Regions from separate parts of the Gossypium hirsutum genome. Here regions 2 and 3 are each linked to region 1. The links are chromatin contacts, called in public Hi-C maps. All regions are on one chromosome and are shown on one strand. Each heading gives the region's core, a stretch centred on a gene start, on an enhancer-like site or on the middle of the called end of the contact. The rest is flanking DNA. Distances are from core to core; before and after follow the strand shown. Region 1 holds the start of LOC107899277 (pentatricopeptide repeat-containing protein At5g67570, chloroplastic-like). Region 2 holds the start of LOC107893145 (ruvB-like 2). Region 3 holds the start of LOC107899345 (60S ribosomal protein L26-1).

The links. Hi-C and Micro-C count contacts between places; a contact is called where the count stands out from the background.
Region 2: a contact with region 1 is called in a Hi-C map of leaf, with 1.5 times the contacts expected there. The contact joins the promoter of LOC107893145 here to the promoter of LOC107899277 in region 1. A contact is called at or near these places in 2 of 34 Hi-C or Micro-C datasets (both in leaf).
Region 3: a contact with region 1 is called in a Hi-C map of leaf, with 2.0 times the contacts expected there. The contact joins the promoter of LOC107899345 here to the promoter of LOC107899277 in region 1. A contact is called at or near these places in 4 of 34 Hi-C or Micro-C datasets (callus and leaf).

What each region holds. Positions count from the first base shown.
Region 1 is chrA11:62,107,490-62,110,771 of Gossypium_hirsutum_v2.1, forward strand. LOC107899277 (pentatricopeptide repeat-containing protein At5g67570, chloroplastic-like) reads right to left here and starts at 1,671. Exons shown (of 10, transcript XM_016824949.2): 1 at 1,329-1,671; 2 at 1,053-1,326; 3 at 781-972; 4 at 510-591; 5 at 222-413; 6 at 31-144. The coding sequence starts at 1,626. It overlaps LOC107899286 (a long non-coding RNA gene), which reads left to right and starts at 1,745. Exons shown (of 4, transcript XR_005905090.1): 1 at 1,745-2,164; 2 at 2,339-2,455; 3 at 2,669-2,901; 4 at 2,983-3,282.
Region 2 is chrA11:61,612,518-61,615,799 of Gossypium_hirsutum_v2.1, forward strand. LOC107893145 (ruvB-like 2) reads left to right here and starts at 1,579. Exons shown (of 2, transcript XM_041081829.1): 1 at 1,579-2,402; 2 at 3,195-3,282. The coding sequence starts at 1,654. It overlaps LOC107957876, which reads left to right and starts at 107. Exons shown (of 4, transcript XM_016893490.2): 1 at 107-458; 2 at 525-788; 3 at 871-966; 4 at 1,248-1,613. The coding sequence starts at 320. The coding sequence ends at 1,315.
Region 3 is chrA11:62,407,668-62,410,949 of Gossypium_hirsutum_v2.1, forward strand. It overlaps LOC107899345 (60S ribosomal protein L26-1), which reads left to right and starts at 1,823. Exons shown (of 1, transcript XM_016825033.2): 1 at 1,823-2,530. The coding sequence starts at 1,916. The coding sequence ends at 2,356. It also overlaps the pseudogene LOC107899339.

The DNA of each region.
Region 1 (3,282 bases), core at 421-2,920:
ACAAGTGCACATATCATGGATTATAAGTACCTCCATTGCAAGCCCATATGTCGCTCCACTAGGTCTCAAACCACTCTTTCTAAGCTGTTCAAACACCCAGGAAACACCCTTCCACTGATGCAGTGGGACACAAGCATTCAGAACCTGAAGCATTTTGCAAGAGAATTATTTTATGGACCAAAAGATGTCAGAGAATGCCAAAAGTAAAAATCCTCACATACAGCATTATATACAACCAGATCAGGTTCAAGCACTGGATCCCAGTTCTTGCGTCGCATATTTTTAATTCTTTTAGAAGGTTTCTGTCTCATGCACTCGATTATGTTCAGCAATTCCTTCAAAAGACCAGCTTGCCCCAATGTAACAGCAATACTGTGATATGCAGCTAAATCGGGATATATAAGGCAGTCTCCCTAAAAAAGTCAAGACTAGGTATTGAGCCAGCATATCATAATTAGGCAAAAGGATCACCCGCTGCATAAAATAAAATAGTGAAAGTGAATACTAACAAGCATCAGCTTGAAAATCTGAAGAGCTTCCTGGGGTCGCCTCGCCTTCCCAAGAACTGACAACAGTTTTGTGTAAACAAACCTACAAGAAGCTTCAATAAGTTCATATATTGTACAATCTTATGACCTCATATCCAACACCAAACTACCTAATTGTCTAATTACTTTACTTCCAACTAACATTGGTAAGCCGAAAAAGAAATAATCACAAATTTTAAATAAAAAAAATTTGCAAATTGATTGAAATGAATGCAAAGGGAAGAAGCATCACCTGCTTTTGAAATCTTTACGCTCCTTATTGCCATACAGCCATTGGACAATGGCCATTGCCTGCCTCCATTTCCCGTTCTTTCCAAGTCCTTCAACAATCCTAAGTAACTGCCACTCTGTAAATTGCAACCCTGATTGCTTCATTATCCTTACAAATTTCCAATGCCTTTCCGTTATCTCCCTCTCACTTAACCTGGAATTATAATGAAAAAAAAAAGTGAAAAATACAGGAAATTGATGATAAAAGAAAATGAAAGCACAAAAAACCGAAACCTGTCAACAAGGAATCGAATTGCTTCTTTCTCGTTACGCCAACGTTTTGAAGGGCCCAAGTCCTGCATTTGCTTTTCAGTGGGTAACAGACAATCATCGTCTTCCACGTCAACATCATCCTCCAGGACCCAACGGAGATCCTCTTCGAACATTTCTTTGAGTTCTTTAAGGTTCTGTCTCTTCAAGCTCTCCCCGTGGAACTCTTCGTCTTCTGAAACGAGGTCCCGGAGTTTGGGTCCCTCGATTCTCTCCCATGGTTTTCCCGCCAAGGAAGGACTCTGGCACTCCCTTTTGGGTTGAGAGCTTTCGAGAAGCGTCTGTACTCGCGTTTTAGGGTTAAAAAGTGAGACGCTTCAGCCAAAGACTGGAGTTCGGAAGCGGAGAGGGATGGGGTTTCAGGCTGGGGTTGTTTAGTTTTGCGGTTATGTTTGAGAATTTCCCTTTTCCTGAGAGTTCTAACAATTTTGGGAGTAGGGTAAACGCCTTTCCGGAGAAGCCTCCGTTTGATGTTTTCAGTGTTAGGTTCGAAGTGGGGAGGCGGGAGCTTAGGAGATGGGACTATTGAAGCGTCCATATTGCTTCCACCGGAGTTTGTACCATTATCCTTCTAACATTTCACCTACATGAAATATCTCAAAATTTTAAAATATAACTTTAGAGAAGCTGACAAAATAGTCACTCAAATTTTAATTCAATCACTCAAATTTCAATTCAGTCACTGAACTTTCAAAAAATAATAAAACGGTCACTACTAACCACTTTCCGTTATGTTGTAACGGTGCTATCATTTTCCGTTATTCACTTAACAGAAAAGCTATTTTCCATCCCTCTCTCATCCCCCTCCTTCTTCCCCACCATCCCTCCCCCTATCACAAGCACCTTTATTTTTTTGCAGACTTCCCCACCATTGCCCTCTCCCCTTCTCCTCTCTATTCCTTCTTCACCATCATTTCTCTAACCCTCAACAAAGTTTCCATGTCCAAAGGAATGAGCCATTTTGTCCTTGTCATCTAGTCAAATGCTCTGGCTTCTCTCATTCTTCTTCCAGCAGCTTTTTTCTTCACAAGGTTCTCATCTATCTATCAATTAAATCAATGGATGAGCAATTAATGGTATTATTTCTATTTTGGGACTTCTTTGCAAGAAAAAGCAGCCACCAATTACTTTATCTTTTTTGTGCAAAATTTTCTGTTTAAGCATTGCTGGATATGTAATTAAATCTAAAAATAGTTCAATAATTCCTTTATTGGTGAAAAAATTGGGTTATAAAACTGGGCTTTTTGCAGGATCACTTTGATGCAAAACTGTGTAATCATTGGTGTAAGATACAGCTCTCCAACCCTTGCTTCTGCTCTAGCCAACTTAATCCCAGCTTTCACTTTCTTGCTTGCTGTTATCTTCAGGTTCGTCTCTACTGCTATGCCATTTATTTTTGTAGTATAAGGCATAATTAGCTGTCTTTAATATTTGCTACTATGCCAATACTTTCTCCATGAATTCAACCGCATTTACACCGATCTCTTTCTACCATGTTAACAACATCTAACAATTGGCTCATTGGTGGCCTCTTCATCGCTACTGCCTCTTTGTCACTTTCAACAAAAATCATTGGTCAGGTAATTTAATATGCTATTTCATAATCCACGATGCTTGGCTACTTCAAATTGATACTTTCCCTACTAAATTTGAAGGCTGCAGTTCTGAAAGGGTATCCATTAGAGATAATGTTGGTTTCCTTCTATTGCCTCTTTGGGTCCATTCAATCTGCATTGGTTACTTTGATTTTGAAAGAGACCCAAACGCTTGGATGTTGAGTCTTGATATCGAGCTTATTTCTGTGATCTACTCAGTAAGCAAACTGCAACTCCCCATGTTAGCTTTGTCATTTAGGCAAATCGAAGCTTTGTAATTGAGACCAATTTCATTTCAGGCTTTATTTGGAAATGTGGTAACATTCAGCGTGCAAGCATGATGCATATGGCATAAAGGTTCGGTCTTTGTGGCCACACTCTTGCTGTCTTCTTGGGGTTCATTTTCCTTGGGAATAATGGTGAAGAAGGAATAGGGGGAAGAGAGGGAGAGGGCAATGGTGGGGAGGTCTGCAAAAAAATGAAGGGGTTTGTGATAGGGGATGGATGCTGCGGAAGAAGGAGGGGGATGGAAAATGGCCTTTCTGTTAAGTGAATAACGGAAAAGGATAGCACCATTACAGACATAACGAAAAACAGTT
Region 2 (3,282 bases), core at 329-2,828, 500 kb before region 1:
TTTTAAGTATAACTAAATACAACCTAAAATAGTTTAAAACACATATTTAATATTCGTTTGATATAAATTCAAGTCGTATTACTCGTTCTAACTGAAAAGAAAAAAAATTATGTATTAATTATTTATTATCAAATGGTATGCACTCCCTGACTCCATAATCTCCTCGATTGAAATTTGTTAATTAATCCTGCTACGAAAATATTTCTAAAATAATCCCACAATACTGCAAAAGTAGTGGTCTTCAACGAGACTTGAAGAGAATATTCACCAATTGTCCAAGTTTTAACACACACCGGATACTGCGAACGAGTGGTCTTTAATGAGACGTGAAGAGAAACGAAAAAGATTCCATGAGGCTGTTCTTAGAACACTCTATCCACCGCCATCTCCACCGGAATCTGAGGAGGAAGAGGAAAAGAAACAGCTGATCACATCACAGAGGGCTGTCGACTTCCCAGGTGATTAAAAAATTATTTAACATCAAATAATTTAGATTAGAAAATGTAATCAAATTTGGGTGGCAGATGATTCTGAGGAGGACAAGTGTAGTTCCCCAAAGACTGCCGACGAAGATGACGGAAGTCAATCTGAGACTCAGAAGCTGAGTAGAGCTCAAAGGAAAAGACTTCGAAAGAAAAAGCTCAAAGAAGATGCTTTTTGTCGTGGGAAGATAATTGGGCCTTTGTTACCGTCATCTAAAAAAGATGGAGTGGGTTCATTGCAATGTGAGCCTGAAGGTGTTCGAGAAAATGCTCGACAGGAACAAGTTGCTTCAAGTGACAAACCTGGTAAGTTTTTAACTTGGTCTTTCTTCTTCTTTAACCAGATGGGAGACTAAAATAAATTCATTGATTTGGGGTGTTTGTTTAGGCGATCAGCAGGAAGGTGATTGTAGTACCAAGAAGAAGCTGAAACAGAGGATGATAGCTAAAAGGTTGGCTAAGGAGGGGCTGAAATCCACTGAAGGTGAGCATTCTGGTCAAGACAAAGAGCACCAAGTAATCTAGTCAAAGAGAATTGCCATCAAGCTTAATAATTTAAGTCCTTTAACATGGGTTCTTGTTGTGAAGACTCGGGTAGTTCCACCAGTTAGAACTCCGATGTAGTTGAAGAATAATAGATTCATGAACTTGAAAATACCAATGAAATATAGATTCATTGGTCAAGAATCTAGAAAACAACCATGCCTGCAAATGCAATAGATTCATTTTGGAGCCTAATGTATTATCTTTGCTTTGCTTTATTAGTAAAATGGGGAAAAGAGCTGATAGAAACAAGACTCCTCGACCAAAATGCTCTAGCAGATCATTACTAAGCAATGTCATGGGGACTGAACTGTTCACGATTTGCATAGCTAATGTTGGGCTCAAGGAGCAAATGGAGCCGAAGGCCCAAACTCTAAAAAATCCAAAAATTAGAACTTTACCCTAGACCCAAAACTGAAAACAAGCCTTCAGAACACAAGTTTTATTAATAGCTTTCTTCATCACTCTCTAAAAAAATTCAAAAATTAGAACTTTACCCTAGACCCAAAACTGAAAACAAGCGTTCAGAACACAGGCATTATCAATAGCTTACATCATCATTCTCTTCCATTTCAATTCAGTTTCTCACAAAACCCAAAACCTTGCCTTTCCCTCCCTCAATCATCCAATGGCGGAGCTGAAACTCTCCGAGAGCCGAGACCTGACCCGAATCGAACGCATTGGGGCTCATTCCCACATACGGGGCCTAGGCCTCGACTCCTCTCTGGAGCCCCGTGACGTCTCGGAAGGGATGGTGGGCCAAGCACAAGCTCGTAAAGCTGCCGGTGTCATCCTCCAAATGATCAAAGACGGTAAAATTGCTGGCCGTGCTATCTTATTAGCGGGCCAACCTGGAACCGGCAAAACCGCCATCGCCATGGGCATGGCGAAATCCCTTGGCCTTGAAACCCCTTTCTCTATGCTCTCTGGCAGCGAAATCTTCTCCCTTGAGATGTCGAAAACCGAAGCTTTAATGCAAGCGTTTCGAAAGTCCATCGGAGTAAGAATCAAGGAAGAAACTGAAATAATCGAAGGCGAAGTCGTTGAAATCCAGATTGACCGGCCGGCAGTTTCTGGGGCGGCTTCAAAAACTGGAAAATTAACGCTTAAAACGACGGACATGGAGACCGTTTACGATTTAGGGGCGAAGATGATCGAGGCATTAGGGAAAGAGAAAGTGCAGAGTGGAGATGTGATAGCTATTGATAAAGCTTCAGGGAAAATAACGAAGCTTGGAAGGTCATTTTCAAGGTCGAGGGATTACGATGCTATGGGCCCGCAAACAAAGTTCGTGCAATGTCCAGACGGAGAGCTGCAGAAAAGAAAAGAAGTCGTCCATTGTGTTACGCTTCATGAGATTGATGTCATTAACAGCAGGTAAATTCGAGCTTATCTTTGGCAAAAAATGTACCCTTTTCCAGATTTGCAGCTTTGTTGCCGTGTTTAATATGATTTCTCGAGTCTTTTTAACTTTTTCTGTAACTAGAATGCAAAGTGGTTCTTCCATTGTTTATCTGTTATTGTTCTGAAATTAGCGTAGAGCTGTTATCAGCTGTTTTGCTTCTGAAGTAAAACATAAATAGATTAACAAAAACTATGCCTGGGTGGAGAAACCTGTAACATTTTGGAAGAATTAACCAATTAGGTGAATTTGATTTACATGTTTCAAGCTATCTAGTGATGATTCTATTCAGAATTTGGATGCTGCATGTTAAGAGCTCTGAGTAGGGATGAAGAAGGTTAAACTCAATTAGCTTATAAGTAGATCATTCTTTGCTATGGTTGCGGGTAGCTTCTTCCAACGTGTATGTCTTAGGGATCAACATGTGTAGCGTTCCTTTATACCATCTCTACATATCTTTTGTCATGTTGTTCAATCAAATGTGATGATACCATTGGTTTGTGATTATTAGGGAAGAATTTGTGCATGGTATATGGCTGGTATGAACATCATAACTTGTTGAAATTTATCTCTCTAGCATAAAATTTATCCCTAGAAAACATTACTGTGAGTTCAATGTATGCATATCCGGTGCAACTTTTCTATAGGCAGTATCTTTGCTAGTCTGCCTTATAGGATAATAGACTTAGAGAAGTTTTACGTTGTTTCACAGTAGAAAATAATCTATTTTTAGTCATCATCTCATGTTTCATTATGTTTGAGCTCAGAACACAGGGATTTCTTGCTCTTTTCACTGGGGATACTGGTGAAATCCGTGCTGAGGTGAGAGAACAAATTGACACGAAGGTGGCAGAG
Region 3 (3,282 bases), core at 573-3,072, 300 kb after region 1:
ACAAGGAGAAATCCAAGCAAGGGAGGTCTACGGATGTCAAGGAAGGAAAGGCTATGGTCCAGAATCCTACTGCCTTTATGAAGGTTTGTGTTTTGGTGATTTTGGTTGAATGTTCAAAGCTCATGCTGATCAAGAATAACAAAAAGGTATTCATTTGTCACAAAAGTGGTTTGTTATTACTATGGGGCCCTTAAACATATCAAGCATTGGTGTTTCAAGATACTGCATGATCCAAGGTGGAGACGCACAGTGCTTAAGGAAAAGCCCACTTCGATTGCACATCAATTGTGAAGAAATATAAACGAATGTAGGTAAAAAAGGAGACTAGATATATGCATGTTGCATATTGTTCACAAAAGTCTACCATTAATGGAGTTTGGTATTTTGATAGTGGTTGCTTTATACATATGATGATATCAATTATACTTGTCTAACTTTGTGAATTGTCTTGCTGGGAAGGTGACATTTGGAGATGGGAAGAAAATTCATATACTGGGAAAAGGAACCTTAAATGTCCTTGGGATGCCTCAATTAAAGAATCTGTAGCTGGTTAATAATCTTAAAGCCAACTTGGTCAATATAAGTCAACTATGTGACCAAGGTATGCTTGTCAACTTTACAAAAGACAAATGTATTATAACCACCAAATCTGATGAGAAGATTATGGAATGAGCCCACACCTTTGATAATTACTATAGGGCGATTCAATCTATCATGTGTGATAGTGATGTTGTGTCTAACTTGGAACTATGGCACGAGAAAATTGATCATATCCACTTTGAAGGGTTACAAAGGTTGGTACGTTATGAAGTAGTTCAAGAAATTCCAAAATTAACTAGAACCTTTGTCAACCACATACCTATATTTGGTATACCTCTATTTTCTCATTTCATAGCTAGTATAAAAAAGATAATAACAAAATAACACATATTTTAGGATGATTTTTTTTTTTTGGCTAGTTTTGGAAAGAGCAGGAAAGGATTGTACAAATCTAAGCTTTAAATTAATGCTAGTTTTAAACTTATTTCAACTCAAAGGTCAATACATTTGTCATATTAGATCATCTATAATAAAAATTACATAGTATTTTTTAATTTAAAATATTAAAAATAAGAATGCATTTAATTATATCTATTTTATTCTTTTACTATTTCAAGACTATATTATCGTTTAAAATCTTTAAGTTTACTTAACATCTACTTTTTCATTCTCATTTATCCAAAAAGAAAAAAGAAAAAACTTTCATTGAAACATAAACCATCAATTACTCTCAATATAATATTTATTTTAGATTTATAATGCGTTTTATTTGATAATATATTTTATTTTAAATATTTCTTATGTATAATTAATTATATATTATTATATTTTGTATATTTTACATTCTTTTTATTATTTCTGCTCGAGATTTAATATTGTCTCCTCTAACAATATTGTCTATAAGGTTTAAACTTACATTCCCCGTTTGAAAATGCAATATATCTTATCAATTATCACTACACAAAATGTTTGTTGATAGATTACATTTAATTTTAAATAATATATTAAAAAATTTCCAACATCTATCAAATAGCACCTAAGCTAATAAATTATTAGTTTTTTTTAATATATTCAAAAATAAATATCTAATAGCTTTGAATGAATTAATAAAATTAAAAAAAACCATAAATATATTAAATATCAAAACCGATATTAGGTTTAAAAAATCTTAATCAGATAGGAGAGGGAAAAGGAAAATCCAAATCCAAGTTAGGCCACAACCCACAAAAAGGCCCAGAAAAATAGTCCTAAAGCCCAACAAATCCTAAATTTACCCTAGTTACCGCCATATATTCTCTCAATACCCTACTACTCAAACTCTAGGTTGGCCGTCGCCGAGTCGAAGAGGATTCAAACCCCTTTCCCCACAGCAAAAATGAAGTACAACCCACGAGTCTCCTCCTCTCGTCGCAAGAGCCGCAAGGCCCATTTCACGGCACCCTCGTCGGTCCGCCGTGTGTTGATGAGCGCCCCACTCTCATCCGATTTGAGGTCCAAGTACAACGTCCGGTCCATGCCAGTGCGCAAGGACGACGAGGTCCAAGTGGTTCGTGGGACTTACAAAGGCCGGGAAGGGAAAGTTGTTCAAGTCTACCGTCGCAAATGGGTGATCCACATCGAGCGCATCACCCGGGAGAAAGTTAACGGGTCGACCGTCAACGTTGGGATTAACCCATCCAAGGTTGTCATTACCAAGCTGAGGCTGGACAAGGACCGGAAGTCGTTGTTGGACCGTAAGGCTAAGGGACGGGCTGCTGCTGATAAGGATAAGGGTACTAAGTTCTCTGCCGAGGATATCATGCAGAGTGTTGATTAAGGTTGTCTTGTTTTTCATTGCTATGATATCCTTTGTTATGTTACAATTTACGGAGTTTGCAACTATTGGACATCATTTTTCATAGTATTTATCTTCATGTTATTGGATGAGGAATCTGGGATTTTGTAGACTTTGATAATGCTATTATATATTGCAATTTTTGTTTTCATTTTATTTGGTTGCATGATCAAATTCGTAGGCATGGAACTTATAATGTTAAATACATGGAAATGGCTGTGCAAAGAATCTGCTACGTTTAAGCATTGTCTGAAACTAATGCTATAAAGATTCTATTTTTGGTCTTCATAATGCTTTTGTATTGTCAATCATTTTATTCAACAACTACACCAAATTGAGTGGTTTCTTTGAAATGCTACATCACTACCTACCATCCATTCAATGGCTTGTGATATGGATATGCAGAGTTGAGCTGTTTCTCTTGAAAAGCATTGACAGTCCATTGGGATAGGGATTCAAAGAGTTCATTTGCATCCAAAACGACATTAGATTGGGTGTTCATTGATAATCCATTTGTCCATGGGATTGGGATGATACCACTTGGAGAAAAGCCGAGCTTGAAACTCGAAATCCACCATTTCTTTTGGTCGAGGTAGTAGCCGGTAAGCTTTAGGGGACTGTGTATGGAGGAACTTTGAAGGCAACTGGAACAAATAAGCGTTTGTAGATCATTCAAAGGTAGCAAATCAAGACAGCTATAAAGCATTTACCAAATCAAAGAAATACTCAATACAAGGAGGCATAAATGTGCCAATGTCAAAATGGCTCAAATCGGATCAAAACTTCCAATATCTGAATCATTGAAAGCCGAAAGTATCAATCATCCATACACAGGAAATGCGAACCTAGAAATGAATATTAATCGCCTGTGGAGCAACTTATTGACACCCCCATTTTAAATCACCACA